Linked DNA regions of Mus musculus: regions 1, 2, 3 and 5 are each linked to region 4. The links are chromatin contacts, called in public HiCAR-type and promoter capture Hi-C maps. All regions are on one chromosome and are shown on one strand. The core of a region is the stretch at or near the end of the contact, and the rest is flanking DNA. Distances in the headings are between cores, read along the strand shown.

Region 1 (2,700 bases), core at 119-2,618, 1.8 Mb before region 4:
TTTCTTTCTTTCTTTCTTTCTTTCTTTCTTTCTTTCTTCCTTCCTTCCTTCCTTCCTTCCTCTCCCTCTCTCTCCCTCTCTCTCTCTCTCTCTCTCTCTCTCTCTCTCTCTCTCTTTCTTTCTTTCTTTTGGGTATTTATTTCATTTACATTTCCAATGCTATCCCAAAAGTCCCCCACACGCTTCCCCACCTTCTAATCGACGACACAATGCATCTACACATACGAAAAATCCTCTGTTCCTTTTCATTCAAGCTAAAGTTATATCAGCCTTTAGATTAGACCAGAGCCACAGTGTCATGAAGGTTTTCCAGGGTCGATTTTATTTTAGTTTTGGCAGAAAACCCTGTTAGAAAAGGAGAGGTAGGCTTCTTGAACTACAGCCTTCAGCATTTTCTGAGGCTGCTGTTCTTCTTACCCGAGTCCCTGCACTTTGAGTCTATTTACGGGTTAGCTTCCATGTTGAGTGTGAGAAACTAGAGGGATCATTTCCCTACCTCTACTCTTTCCCGGGCTGAATGGGACTTGAAAAGAGGAGGAAGCCGTTTCTCATTATTACTTAGATCTTAAGGCAACGACTCAGTCTTCATCTTGTGAAACAATTAGCTTGCATTTATAATCTTCATCACTTCCTTTAACTCTGCAACTTGATGTCTTGGTTGTGAGCCTTGACTTTAATAAATGATCCAGCTCTCGAGTCCAACTCTCCTAGCAAGACACTTTACGTCTTGGGTTGCCAAAGATGCCTTTATAGTTAAGAAAAAAATCTTTTATTTTGTGCAATATTAACAGCAAAGTGGATACTTCAAGCATTTATGCTTTTTTTTAGATGAAATGATCACCCTCCATTTCTTATATGATTGTATTTGATCAGTGTTGTTTATGTGGATGCTTTAATCATTGAACCTTTATTCACTGAAGTTCTTTATAATCTAATCTACAAAATAGACACACATCTGTTCAGTTCTACCACCACCTTTTAAAAAACATCTTTGTCTTTGCAAAGCCCTCTATTTCCTCTGGCAGATGCTGAAAGTATTAATGGTGGCCAAGAGGCTTCTGTCTCTTAATGAGTAGCAGGTGTGGTAAGAAAGCCTTATTATTTATCACTTCCTCAACAGGACACTGTTCTATGCTTGTAAGACATTTACGCTCTTCTCCATCAATGCTGTCTTTATTTCCTATGGAGTATCTCTGTGTCTAAAATGAATGTTACACTTCACACTAAACCTTGACATTCACCACCTCAGAGACTACCTTCACCTACCGTGCACAGTAATGGGGTCAGCTAGAGGAACTCTACTAATGTTTCCCAGATTTGGGATTATTTGAGGTCACGGGGTAAGGGAGTGGGTGGGAAGGGAGGCTACAGAGGAAGGAGATGACTATATTTCTCGATTGAGCTTTTGTTTCTGATCTTTGGTGTGTGAATAGAAACCTTTCCCATAGATCGGCTGCTCCAGATGGATTGGAGCTGGTCCATTTGGTTTTCTTTGTTTGATGTTCTGCTGAGATTAATGAGAAAAACACCTCTTTGGATATGGGATAGTTCCATATCTTAAGGCTGAATCCATTGTCCCCAGCATGAAGAGTCATTAATTGGTATTAACTATATTTCTTTGAAACTGCAGAGTTTAGATTCTGATACACACCTGCTTAAGGTTCTCCCATTATGCTCAGACCTTTCAGGGATTATGTTTAATGGTACACACAAAATTTGAAAAGTTTTATTTTTACTTCTTACTTATGTTTATGTGTGTCTGCATATGTGTGTGGTATATCCATGCAGGCATGAAGAGTATATCATAACTACTGATTCTGGGATTATAGACAGTTTTAAACTGTTTACCATGCATGCCCAGAAATGAACTCAGGCCCTCTGGAGGAGCAGCAAGTGCTCTTAACATCTGCATGCTCTTTCCAGTCCCTTGCTCTATATACAATTTATAAAAAGAGTAATAATTTTAAATTGTAGAAAACTTCATTCACATGATCTTTGGGCTTCAGGTGTCCTGAAGAAGTCTAGGATTTAGAGTTTAAATGGTCTACATTTCTTGGTTTGATCTCAAATAACCTTTGAAGAAAGTGACCTAAGGTTTTATAGCCAAGATAATGTTAGATGAAGCAAGTGAAACTTCATATGCAACACTGACTTCATGAATGTCTCAAGACAGCTTTCAGATATGCAAGAATTGATTGGATTGCTGTTGCCTTTGTTCTGACTACTTTTCCATTCTAATTAATTATCTCATGCACATCTAAGGTATGCTTAAAAAAACCCCACAGTATCTATAGAAACCATTTGCTATATAGGTGGTTCTAAGACTATTCAAGTGTTTCTTTACAAAGCAAAGATAACGTTTGTTAAAAGCAAATAAGAGTGAGCAGCAAAGTAGAAGTTTCCTGGAGGAGTGTGAGTTCACCATCTCAGGACTGGGAATTCATCGTCACATGGCAACGATGACAATGACATGTACTTTAAAGGTTACTAATGTGTTCATCAGTTCAGTCTAATATTCATGGCTATCATGTATCTTCTCCATTGTCCTATGAAATAATCTAAAAAAACATTTTAAACTTTGAAGTTTTTAATAGTTTTATTTTCTAATATGAACAGTTATTTACTACTTTTGTTTCAGAAATTTTATGTATTATAGACTAGGTCTTTAGTTTTTACCCAAGGGATATGTTAATTTGAGAG
Region 2 (2,700 bases), core at 30-2,529, 1.9 Mb before region 4:
GTCCAATGTGAAATTAACTAGTTAGGCACGCCAACAGTGAAAACAATCAGGCAATTGAATATCATGTCCTGTTAAAGAAAGCTACTAATTGAAGAACTAAAGAAGTGATAAACTGTGCTTAAATCCTTTCACTTGGACACCAGCTCAGTTTCCCTCCCCAACTGGTAACTACAATAAAGGCTGTGAGCTTAGCTACTGTTAGGGAAATCGGAAATGTCCCCACATTTCTCTCAGTTGAATAGAACACTGCAGTATCTTTTAAGAAGGTACTGCACCTTCTTAAGAAACGCATTTGTATTTGAAAGACAGCACTGCGACATTTGGGTGCTAAACATTCAATTTCAAAATGTTCCGCCTCTTAGGAGCTAACGTAGAAACGTCATATTGGGACAAGAAGTAGATTTGTCTGGCATGCCTGTCTTTCCTTGTTCTTTGGCAGAGAAGGTCCTAAGTATTAAAAAGGAAGAAAATGCTATCAAGTTCACTTCTGAGCAACCCTAGGGCAGGAACTTTGCACACTAATCAGACGCCTCCGGTTACTCTCTCCCTTGCAATAATTCAAATGCCTAAAACACAACGCACAACTTAAAAACAACTTTAATTAGAAATGCCAGATGTACTTGGAAAGTTCTCAGCACCTCCTCCCTCACGCGGGCGCTACCTTCAGTCCTTTGAACTGACAGCTGTACCTGAGGTCCCCTCTGGTTTGCCCTTCTGCTATGTGTGTCACCCCTCACCAAAGCCCCAAGCCCCACCAGAGATGCTCAGGAAAGCAGGGTCGCTCACCGGTGAGAAGCCAGATGCAGGCTACAGTGACCTCTAGGCTAGCAGGACGCCTGGGGACCATTGCTGGAGTGGCTGCTGGAACCAGCGACGTACTGGTTCGTGGGCAGGAGCTGGCAGGAACAGGCAGAAGCCAGGCGCCGGCGACTTGCGCTCTGGGTCACTCGGTGCGGTCTCCGCGGGTGTCCGGCAGCGGCCCCAGCGGCTGCAGCGCCCTGGAGCGGTGGAAGAGTAATTTCCTGTGTTTTGGTCGAATGCTGCTAAGCCCGCTCCACGCTTCTCAGATCCCAGATGGATTGCCACATCTCCCGCCCCTTTGCGCTCAAGTCTCTGAAATCTCACTGGCAGCCACCCAGGCTCTGTCCGAGACATGGACAAATAAAGCCAACTTCGCGGGACCGTGTTTAGGCTAAAGTCCACAGGCAGCAGCAAAGCAAACCTTAAAGGGACATCTGCCTTTCACTGAGAGGGCGATCTTGCTTCACGAACCAAATCCCAAAGGTGGTTGGAAGGCGGGGCTGGACATTCAGGAGGGTGTCGCCAGTCTAGTAGCCCCGCCTTCGCACCCCAGGACTTCTCCCGGATCTGGGTAGAAAGGGTACTTTCAAAGTGCCCGGGCTTTTACTCCTTGCTGGGAGGCTGCTTTCCTGTGTCCAGCTGCGCAGAATGGATCAGACTCGCAAGGAAGTTAGCCCTTTTATGCTAGCGGACTCAGGAACTTGGCCTTGGAGCCTTCTCGCCTCCAGGCATCCTGGCCACCGGCAAGCTTCTCGGAGGGCTTTCCTTTAAGTTACAGAGAGCTTGCCTCTTTTAGAAGACTCCTGATTAAAGGCAGTTGTAGATAAAGGGTTTTGATGGGGAAATCACAGTAAGACAGCCAGGAAAAAGGGAGAAACTAGACTGGGGGTGGGGAAGGAAGAGTTAGGGAAAGGGGGTGGGGAGGAAGGCAGTCTCCCTTGAAATGGAATGTGGACTATTTTGTCTAAGCTAAATTAGGATGTTTGAACGTTGAGAACTTGCTCTAATAGAAGCCAAGGTATTGTTTTAGGTTTTGTTTAGTTTTCTCCTTCTCCTTCTCCTTCTCCTTCTCCTTCTCCTTCTCCTTCTCCTTCTCCTTCTCCTTCTCCTTCTCCTTCTCCTTCTCCTTCTCCTTCTCCTTCTCCTTCTCCTTCTCCTTCTCCTTCTCCTTCTCCTTCTCCTTCTCCTTCTCCTTCTCCTCCTCCTCCTCCTCCTCCTCCTCCTCCTCCTCCTCCTCCTCCTCCTCCCCCTTCTCCTCCTTCTCCTCCTGGCTTCCTGTGCCTGGTCACTCATGATCCCTTCTAGCTTCAACAAATATGTGTCATTTTCAAGTGGCTTAGCACTTTTGAGAATTTCAAAGAAGAGGAAGGAATGGATGAGTGGGGTTTGTGGTTAGAGCCCCTTGCAGAAATCAGTCCAAGTTAGCAAATACTGGGACATCCCTGTCCAGAGCAGGACAAAGTAGGAGAAGGGTGCCACCCAAAGGAGGACCCACTGTCTAGACTACAAGGCAGGGAGCATAGATAGGGACTGGGAGTGGGGAGGGCTGAAGAAGCACACAGGTATCACTAAGTAAACTGCCAAATAGAGAAATACAGAAGCGACAAGGGGAAAGGACAAATGTTAAAGAAGTCTGGTGGCACACGCCTTTAATCCCTGCACTTGGGAGGCAGAGGCAGGCGGATTTCTGAGTTCGAGGCCAGCCTGGTCTACAAAGTGAGTTCAAGGACAGCCAGAGCTATAGAGCTATATAGAGAAACCCTGTCTCAAAAAAACAAGAAGAAGAAGGAGGAGGAGGAGGAGGAGGAAGGAGGAGGAGGAGGAGGAGGAGGAGGAGGAGGAGGAGGAGGAGGAGGAGGAGAAGGAGAAGGAGAAGGAGAAGGAGAAGGAGAAGAAGAA
Region 3 (2,700 bases), core at 19-2,518, 1.9 Mb before region 4:
CAGCTTCCTCTCCTTGCCCTTTGTACTGTGAGGTGAGACATACTTCTGTGCCCAGCTATAAAGGTCTGAAAACTGAGAACTACGTTCATATCCCATCCCCATCTCAACCTAAGTCCCATGGAGGCCTCCTACTGATCTGCTCCATACACCGCCTTTGATGGAGACTTTGGTAAGAATTTCTGGCAGAGGAGACACAAGGCACTTTTTGTCACATTCCCATGGCTACTGTGTTATCTCGATTGTATATGTGGTTTTAAAAAAGAGATAGCAATAGAAGGAACAAAACTCAGTTAATTGAGCTCTTATCAATTCCCAGTTGCTTTTTGTGTAAATATGTTTTTACAATTTTTTTTCAATTCCTAGGAAAATTGTATTGTTATTCCCTTTTATAAACTAAAGCTCATGACACTGAACTTGAGGATTGTGAAGGCAACGTGACTTGCCCAACATTCTAGAGCCCACAGCCAATGTCCTCACCACACCAAGTTAGTAGAGAAACATTTAAAAGCTGGACTGGTACCAACAACCATCTTTTCACATGGTTCCAAACAGTTCTGACATCCCCCTGTTCCCAACGAGACTGTTATCCATTCTATGCAACAGAAGAGTATTATATTCTTGTTCTATGTGACGAAATTTTTGCATCTTCAAAATATTCTAAATTCTCTCTTTTGAGGAATAGAAACTTGTTTCTCTAGTTTTGAAACCCCCCCTACTGGAACTCACATGTACAGTAAAAAAAAAATTATTGTTATTTACAAACTTCTCAGTATTACTCTTGTGAAGATATTATAGCAAATTAAAAAATACATAGAAGCAGCCAGTATACTTTAATGAGGGATTAAAGTATGTTTCTCTTGCCAAGTGCTTGATGCTGCCTTTTCTGCAATGTTTATGTCCCCTTCCCTTTCCTTGCCAGAGAGCTAATTCACGCTGAGACCATACAGAACATATTAAGGACAACTGACTTGTCGGGGATGACACCTCCCAGGTTCAACTTGGACACAGATAAGAAGCAATTGCAGAGCTTTCAAAACATGTAGGTGCCTAGGCTCCTTTTCCCAAATATTCTGCTTCATTTAGGCATCAGGATGGTTGGAAAACTCTGTAGGTACCTGATACGGTCCACTTTGAGAAATCATAGGTCAACTGCAAGGAACATTGCAATCAAAACCAAGCCATGTGTTTCCCAGTGGCCTGCTTCTCTGGGAGAGCATGCAGAGATGATAGGGAAGAGAGAACAAGAAGCATGGAGGCAGGACCCTGCAGCTTGGCAGGCCATTGGAATGTGGCAAACTATTCAAAGAAATAGCTGCAAACCTCAAGATTCTTGCGTGCCAGTTGACAACTGGTTTAAACAACTTTCCCCATCATATTTGAGTTCAAGTGCCCCCCAACAGCTTTGGAAATATGGGAGTGTTTGGCAAAACATTTCAAGTCACTGACCCCCCAGCCCTGGAATTTGCTCCTAACAGGCTCTGCTCCTCTGCAGCCAGCCAAACCCAAAGTTTGGCAGCTCTTGGAAAATGGTACAAAACAGATTGTTTTTTAAGTCTAAGTCAGTAAAATTTTATTTTTACACAGCTTATAAAATAACCAGTAGTTACTGTTACTGCTCCAAGCATAGTCAGCGAGGCCTACAAGACCATGAAACCAAGGGCCACTCTTCTGTAATGCATACCCCTCCCCTCCTTGGTGATAGCATCCTTCATTCATAATGATTGGTACCAGTCATAGAGCCCCACACCAGCACACCCACAGTGATGTCCTGAAGGTGTTATAGGACTGGGCATAGCCTATACTAGTGACGGTGCTGCTTGAATTGAGGCCATAGTAGCCAAATATTCCCACCTTTGTCTAAGCTTATATACAATCTTGGGGTGGCCCAGGGCACCCCCCCCCCTCTTTCACAGGTTGTAATCCAATGGGCCACCTTACTCACAGGCTGCTCTCCTATTAAACCAGTGGCAAAGGTCTCATTCAGTTCTAACAGCCTACAATCCAAATCTTTCCATGGTCCTTGTCACCATAGACCCAGCTGGTATATAACTTTCTCTCTGTTCTGTGACAATTGGACTCTGAAATCCTGTTCAGCTCTGGGGAAGAGCCACCAACCAACAGGAGGTCACCACAACTGCCACACTGCCCGTCCCTATTCATTTTTTAAAGGGGCGTGAGTGTGCGTGTATGTGTGTGTGTGTGTGTGTGTGTGTGTGTGTGTGTGTACATTGACATGCAATTATCCCCAGACACTAGCACAGGGAGTCAGGTCCCCTGAAGCTGGAGTTACAGTTGTAAGCTGCCTGATGTGGGTGCTGGGAACCTTTAGTCCTCTGCAAGAGCACAAAGCTTCTGAGTCCTAAGACTCGGCAGAAGAGTCATCTCCTCTTTGCTGTGCTACAGAGAAGTAAGCCAAACTCACTCTTCTAGTTTAGGAGGTTTTGTGTGTGTGTGTGTGTGTGTGTGTGTGTGTGTGTGTGTGTGTGTGTGTGTGTGTGTGTGTGTGTGTGAGAGAGAGAGAGAGAGAGAGAGAGAGAGAGAGAGAGAGTCACAAGTGGGCAATGGCTATTATAATAACATCACGCATGTCACAAAAGGTTTCTGCATAAGTCCTCTCAGCAATGAGTGCTGGTACTCACTTTTTACCCAACTTTAACCATTTCCCTCATCTTTGAGGGTGGGACTTGCTGTAACACTTGT
Region 4 (2,700 bases), core at 92-2,591:
ACGTAGGTGAAAGTAAAGGTGGAGTCTGAGTATCTGAAATCTGAAACGGAAAGTCGTGTTATAAGCCACCCCATGTGTTGTTTTTAACCCCAATTCTGTCTTGAACCTACACTTTTGTGTGAGCCTAGGAGGCCCGATGGGGAGGGAAGCAAAGGCTGGAGAGCTAGGGGCCGCCAGCAGGGTGGTGCAGGAGGGGATGCGGAGCACCCCGTGGGGTGCAGCGGGAGGCCGCCCCCCGCAACAAGTGCCGGGTGCCATGGCAACAGCGGGAAATTCCCAGCCAAGCAGCCGGAAGCAGCCCCTGGCAGGCTTCGGGCTGCGAAGCCCGAACTGCCCTCGGCCTTGGATGGGGGGGTGGGAGGACGGGGAGCAAAGATGGACGCAAAGCGACCCCCAGGTTGGGCCTGCGTAGCTCGGGAACCCCGGGAATCCATCCATCCCTTCCCCGGGGCGGTGTCCTGCGCGCTCGCCGAGGAGCGGGTGCAGCGGAGGGGGCGGGAGCTCGGCCCAGCGCTGCCTTCTCCCGGGGCCTCGGCGCCTGGCGGGAGCAGCGCAGCGCAGCGCAGCGCAGCCGGTCCCTTCCCGGCCGCCGCCGCTCGGCCGATGGCGCAAAGCCGCCGGGCTCTAGCCCGCCCCGCTCGGCCACGGCTGCCGAAGCCGGGAGGCAAAGCTCGGATGCTCTGGGCACCGCCAATGGCTGGAACCCAGCGCCCGGCCCCTGCACTCTGATCGCGCGGGTCCTGCCCCAGGAGCCGGAGACTGCCCTGGCCTGGTGGGGTTTTTTGGGGGGGAGGGGGGTGGCTCGTGCCCCCCTCCTCTTTGGGTTTCAGCTCACGCCGCTGCAGCTATTTCCAAATGCACCCGGAATGGGGACTTGCCGCCCCACACTCCCAAGCTACACGCGTCGCGGTCAGAAATCTGGGCAATGGGGGTAGACAGAGGGGAGGCTGACTCCTGGTCCCAGGATCCGAGAGGCAAGAACTCACCTGCAAACAGGCAGTCTTTCTCGGCTCTTGACTTCTGGATCACGACGTCGATATCCTTCTGAATTCTCTCTTGCCTTGAACACATCCCCATTAAATAAATCCCTGGAAAAGAAGCAGCCGCTATTTCCACTCCACCCCACCCCCCTCGCACGCTTCCAGCTTTCGTAAATATTCAGTTAAAAATGAAACCTCTGGCCGAGGCAGGGGCTGAAGGCGAAGTGGTTTCGGAAGTGATCCCGGGTGAGAGAGGAGGAGGAGGTGGAGGAGGAGGAGGAGGAGGAGGTCGGCTTTGCATTCCCAGATGTGACCGCCCAGCTGCTGCTCGCCGCTGCTGGATTCCAATTTCCTCCTGTTCTGACAATGGATGGTGATGACACGGAGTCTCACTTTCTCCCTCCCCCCCCACCCCCGCCCGGACTGACGGCCGTAGGAAAACGAGGGGCCCGAAGGGGGCCGGGGACCGCTGGAGAGCGATCGGCAGCTGTGGAGCGGCAGGCGCCGGAGAGGGGCGAGCCCCGCTCCGACTCACGCGCGCACACCCCTCGCGGCCCGCACGCCGGCCTTCCCACACCCGCGCACACTCGCGCCCGCGGGCGGCGGCCGTGCCCAGGCTGCTGCAGCGCCGCCCGCCAGCCGCAGACCCTCCCGCACCCGCCGCGGGTCACCGGGCCCGGCTGCGCGCCGCTGGGGCTTTAATAGTATCCGCCATCCGCGCAGGCTGGATTTCCCCACCCCCGACTGCCACTCGAGCCGGGAGCTGAGTGACAGTGTAGGTAGTGAAGACTCCCTGGAGCTCCCAGCCTCTCCCGCACCACCACCACCACCCCTCCTCTTTCCACCACTTTTATGAATTCGACTCCACTTTCAGAAGGAATTATGAGTCATATGGAAACCCAAGCCGGAGTGGCTGGGAGGAAGAAAGAGGGGGAAAAGAAAAAAAAATCTTTACGAATTAAAAATAAAGTGAACAAGTCTTTCCTTGTAATCACATCAGGCAAAGGGAGAAAGGCTGGAGATCACTCTAGGAGGACTCTCCCATTTCCTTATTGCCTTCTTTTTTGGTGGTGAGGTGATGGGGGTTCTTTTATTGTTTTGCTTTGCTTTTGCTTCTCAGGGTGGTTTGTTTGTTTGTTTGTTTGTCCCAGGTTTGAGAAGCTCTTTTGAAAATGAAGCCCTTTCTAGACTCCAAAGACTCTTGTTCTTCCTTTCCAGCTCTGTTCATAAGAAATTGGCCTGAGGGGACTCCCTAAGTCAGGGATACCTGGCTTGGGTCTTATTCAAAACCTCAGCCTTCTGTGGGCTGAGGCAAGGGAAAGTTTCTCCAGCCCTAATACCTTGCGCAACAAGGAAAACCATACTGTCCGCTCTCTATTGCCCTGCTTTAAGCTTATGATGGTTGGTCCACCTTTTCTGCCGCAAGGAACCTGAACCCGCTCCACCAAGCTCTTTTCTTTAGCATCGTTTCTGAGAAGTGTCCCCCAGGCAGACCATAGGTATATTGTTTTGCATTCTAAGACCAAGCAGTGTCTGGAATATAGGAGGTGTTATCAATCATGTTGTCCGGAACCTTTTAATCTTCCCGATAGGAATAGTGAGTAGGGGAAGCTTTTCCTGTGCTGGCAAGCCTGAGTCAGTACCCTGGAGCCTAGGGGCTGAACAGACACGCCCAGAAGAGTATTAGAATTTCAAACCCTTTTCAAGGCAGAGACTGACT
Region 5 (2,700 bases), core at 149-2,648, 1.9 Mb before region 4:
ATGTTAGTCCATTGATTTGAATTCATCTTCACTCAAGTTCTTAGGTCCTGGGAAGAATATAACTATATTCCTTGCCAGAACATAACACAAACCATCTCTAGACTATATCCCATTTGAATTCTTGTCTATAAGCAGTGTCTCTGTTGTTCATAAGTTTCTTGACTTGCTGATCTTCCAGAATGCCCTAAAACCTTTGCTATGGCACTTGGGGCTTTTCTAGTCTGTGATTCCTAACTACTTCACATTCCTTTTGTGAACTGGTATCAAAGGTTTATGAACCTTTATCCAATTTATCATAGCAACAGCTCCACTCCTTCACACTGGTTTTCTATATTAATTACCATATTTGATAACTGTGATCAAATACTTGACAAGAAGCAACTTAAGTGGGGAAGGGCTTGTTTTATCCTACATTCTAAGCAAGGATAGAATCCGTTGTCTTGGGACAGGCATGGCAGTCAGAATATGAGGTGTCTGGTAACATTGCACTCACAGTTACAAATCAGAGCGAGAACAGGAACGTGGTACTACACTAAGAAATGTCCCAACCCAATGTCCCCTTTCTCTATCAAGCGTCAATTAAAGGCCCATTTCCAGATTGGGACCGTGTGACCCAAACACTATTTTATAGGGGATAGATATTTCAACATTAAAACCACAATCACTAAATAGACTATTTCCTCTTTTGACTTGTTAAATTTATTGCTTATTCAGTATTTACAATAGCTGCTCTCATTATGACATTTTTCACAGAGTTTAGATCACTGGCATCCACATAAATGCCAAGTACAGCGAGGATATAGCTGTAAACCAGCACCAGGGAGGCAGAGGCAGGGAGATCCTTAGAAGTCACTGGCGAGCCAGCTCCCCTGAATCTGTGAGTTCCATGTCCTATGAAATGCTCTATTTAAAAAGCAAAACAACAACAACAACAAAAAAAAAAAGGCACAGAGTGACTGAAAATTTACCAAGCATCAACACCAGATGGCCACAGACACATAATCACATAATCACATGCACTTACATGCACACGCGCTCACACACATGGATACATGCACACACATGTATGTTACACTCACTCATACACATGCACACTCAAGGACTCATATTATTTTCTGATAATAAGCCTAGTAATGAGAATCAGACCTATCTGGTTATCAACCACTGAACTTTATGTATGTTAGAATATCAAATAAGCAACCAGTATTCTGAATTCACAAGCTCCACTCCGGGCACTCTAACTGAATGAAAAAAAAAATATCACCTTGAATATATTTTACTCTATTTCCCTTTCTTACTTGTTTGACATGGCTTTGCTCTGGTTTTAGCTTCTAAGAATGTGAATATTTGGCACATCTCCCAGTTACATTTGGCCTTTTGCAAGTTGAGTGTTCCTCAGAACTTCCTTCCTCTCCACCCATGCCAATTAATCCAGCAATAGTTTACTAAGTAATATGTCTGTAGTCTCCTATGTTTTGTTCAACAGCTACTTTTAGGGCATCTATGATAGCCAGACCCCATTCTATTCCCTGGAAATTATAGAAGTGAACAAGATGGTATTTCCTTTAATGAACCTTCTGGGGCTGGAGAGATGGCTCAGTGGTTCAGAGTACTGACCGCTCTTCTGGAGTTCTTGAGTTCAATTCCCAGAAACCACGTGGTGGCTCACAACCATCTGTAATGGGATCTGATGCCCTCTTCTGGTGTGTCTGAAGACAGTTACTATTGTATACTCATAAAAGTAAATAAACCTTTGAAGAACCTTCTGGTGTTGAGGTCTATAAAAAGTAAAACTTCAACTCTGTTGGCCTACTTATATATCACTTGCTTCCAGAATAATATCTCAACTATTTCAGTAACCTAAGATTCCCTTTTTATATTTAATTTTTGTTGTTGTTATTGTTGACATGTGTGTATGCATGTGAGACCTGTGGTGTATGAGTGTTAGAGTATGTATGCAAGTTCTATGTGTGCATGTGGAAATGCTTGTGAAGGTCAAAGGACAAACTTCCAGTGCTGGTCTTCAACTCTTCACTTGAGACCAGGTCTCTCTGAAACTGCATAGGTCAAGCTAGCTGGACTAGAGATATCCATCTAGTTGTCTGAAGCAGCCTATCACATCTTGGTGGGTAGCAATGGGATTTTAGATGTTGGGCTGGTTTATGGGTTCTGAGGATCTGAACCCAGGATGTCAGGATTCTGTGGCAAGTGCTTTTTAGCTATTAAGCTAAGCCTTCCCAGAAATTCTCTTGTTTTTAACCAAGTGAGACATTTAAAAGTTAAAAAGGCTGGAAGTTTCCTGTTAAACACCGGCAGTTTCTTCTTCCCTATCTAGCTCAGTTCCAGTTCCATGTCCAAGGGTGTGGTGTTCAACTTTTGCAGTTTTTCCCATTATCTCCTTAATATTTATAAATAATATTTTAAAGTAATATTTTGTTTCCATTACTGTTTATTATTAACTTTTAAATTATATACACTTATGAAATTCAGTATGCTATTATCATACAGATGTATAATATTCACAGATGGAAGCTAAATCCTTACTGTCAACTCTTGTCTGGTTCTTATCCTCCAGACATCACTAGCCTACTTTCAGTTCAACATTTTTTTAAGCTTCTTAAAAAAATGAAAGCCAACATGACAGCCTACAAGTGGTGCTTGCTCTTGCGTATCTAGCTTATTTTATTTAATGTAATATTT

What was found. Promoter capture Hi-C pulls out the DNA fragments that hold promoters and counts their contacts. HiCAR-type assays count read pairs that join an accessible place to other places.
Region 1: a promoter capture Hi-C map of second pharyngeal arch cranial neural crest shows a contact between it and region 4. The contact joins the enhancer-like site here to the promoter of Parp8 in region 4. A contact is called at or near these places in 12 of 39 promoter capture datasets (the 3T3-L1 cell line, 3T3-L1-derived adipocytes, the C10 cell line and 9 more) and 1 of 115 datasets of contacts at active chromatin or transcription factors (astrocytes).
Region 2: a contact with region 4 is called in a promoter capture Hi-C map of embryonic stem cells, with 5 times the contacts expected there. The contact joins the promoter of Itga1 here to the promoter of Parp8 in region 4. A contact is called at or near these places in 16 of 39 promoter capture datasets (the 3T3-L1 cell line, the C10 cell line, cranial neural crest and 9 more), 2 of 484 Hi-C or Micro-C datasets (B cells and cerebral cortex) and 8 of 115 datasets of contacts at active chromatin or transcription factors (astrocytes, embryonic stem cells, epiblast stem cells and 5 more).
Region 3: a contact with region 4 is called in a HiCAR-type map of astrocytes, with 6 times the contacts expected there. The contact joins the enhancer-like site here to the promoter of Parp8 in region 4. A contact is called at or near these places in 6 of 39 promoter capture datasets (cranial neural crest, embryonic stem cells, frontonasal cranial neural crest and 3 more) and 3 of 115 datasets of contacts at active chromatin or transcription factors (astrocytes, embryonic stem cells and large pre-B cells).
Region 5: a contact with region 4 is called in a promoter capture Hi-C map of liver, with 2.6 times the contacts expected there. The contact joins the enhancer-like site here to the promoter of Parp8 in region 4. A contact is called at or near these places in 5 of 39 promoter capture datasets (the 3T3-L1 cell line, cranial neural crest, liver and 2 more) and 1 of 115 datasets of contacts at active chromatin or transcription factors (stem cell-derived neural progenitor cells).

The regions. Positions count from the first base shown.
Region 1 is chr13:115,220,278-115,222,977 of GRCm38.p6, forward strand. No RefSeq gene overlaps it. Among named protein-coding and RNA genes, the nearest start is that of Gm25985, 110 kb to the left of the region's middle. Within about 2 kb of position 1,369, at least 6 of the 459 cell types and tissues checked have an H3K27ac peak or open chromatin away from gene starts, as enhancers often do. A contact at or near this core is called in second pharyngeal arch cranial neural crest, where this site is marked.
Region 2 is chr13:115,100,685-115,103,384 of GRCm38.p6, forward strand. It overlaps Itga1 (integrin alpha 1), which reads right to left and starts at 1,280. Exons shown (of 29, transcript NM_001033228.3): 1 at 787-1,280. The coding sequence starts at 847.
Region 3 is chr13:115,078,928-115,081,627 of GRCm38.p6, forward strand. The region is part of intron 1 of Itga1 (integrin alpha 1); the gene reads right to left. Among named protein-coding and RNA genes, the nearest start is that of Pelo, 9.9 kb to the right of the region's middle. Within about 2 kb of position 1,269, at least 7 of the 459 cell types and tissues checked have an H3K27ac peak or open chromatin away from gene starts, as enhancers often do. A contact at or near this core is called in astrocytes, where this site is marked.
Region 4 is chr13:117,024,190-117,026,889 of GRCm38.p6, forward strand. Parp8 (poly (ADP-ribose) polymerase family, member 8) reads right to left here and starts at 1,342. Exons shown (of 27, transcript NM_001081009.2): 1 at 1,176-1,342; 2 at 987-1,088; 3 at 1-40. The coding sequence starts at 1,077.
Region 5 is chr13:115,149,448-115,152,147 of GRCm38.p6, forward strand. No RefSeq gene overlaps it. Among named protein-coding and RNA genes, the nearest start is that of Gm25985, 35 kb to the left of the region's middle. Within about 2 kb of position 1,399, at least 5 of the 459 cell types and tissues checked have an H3K27ac peak or open chromatin away from gene starts, as enhancers often do. A contact at or near this core is called in liver, where this site is marked.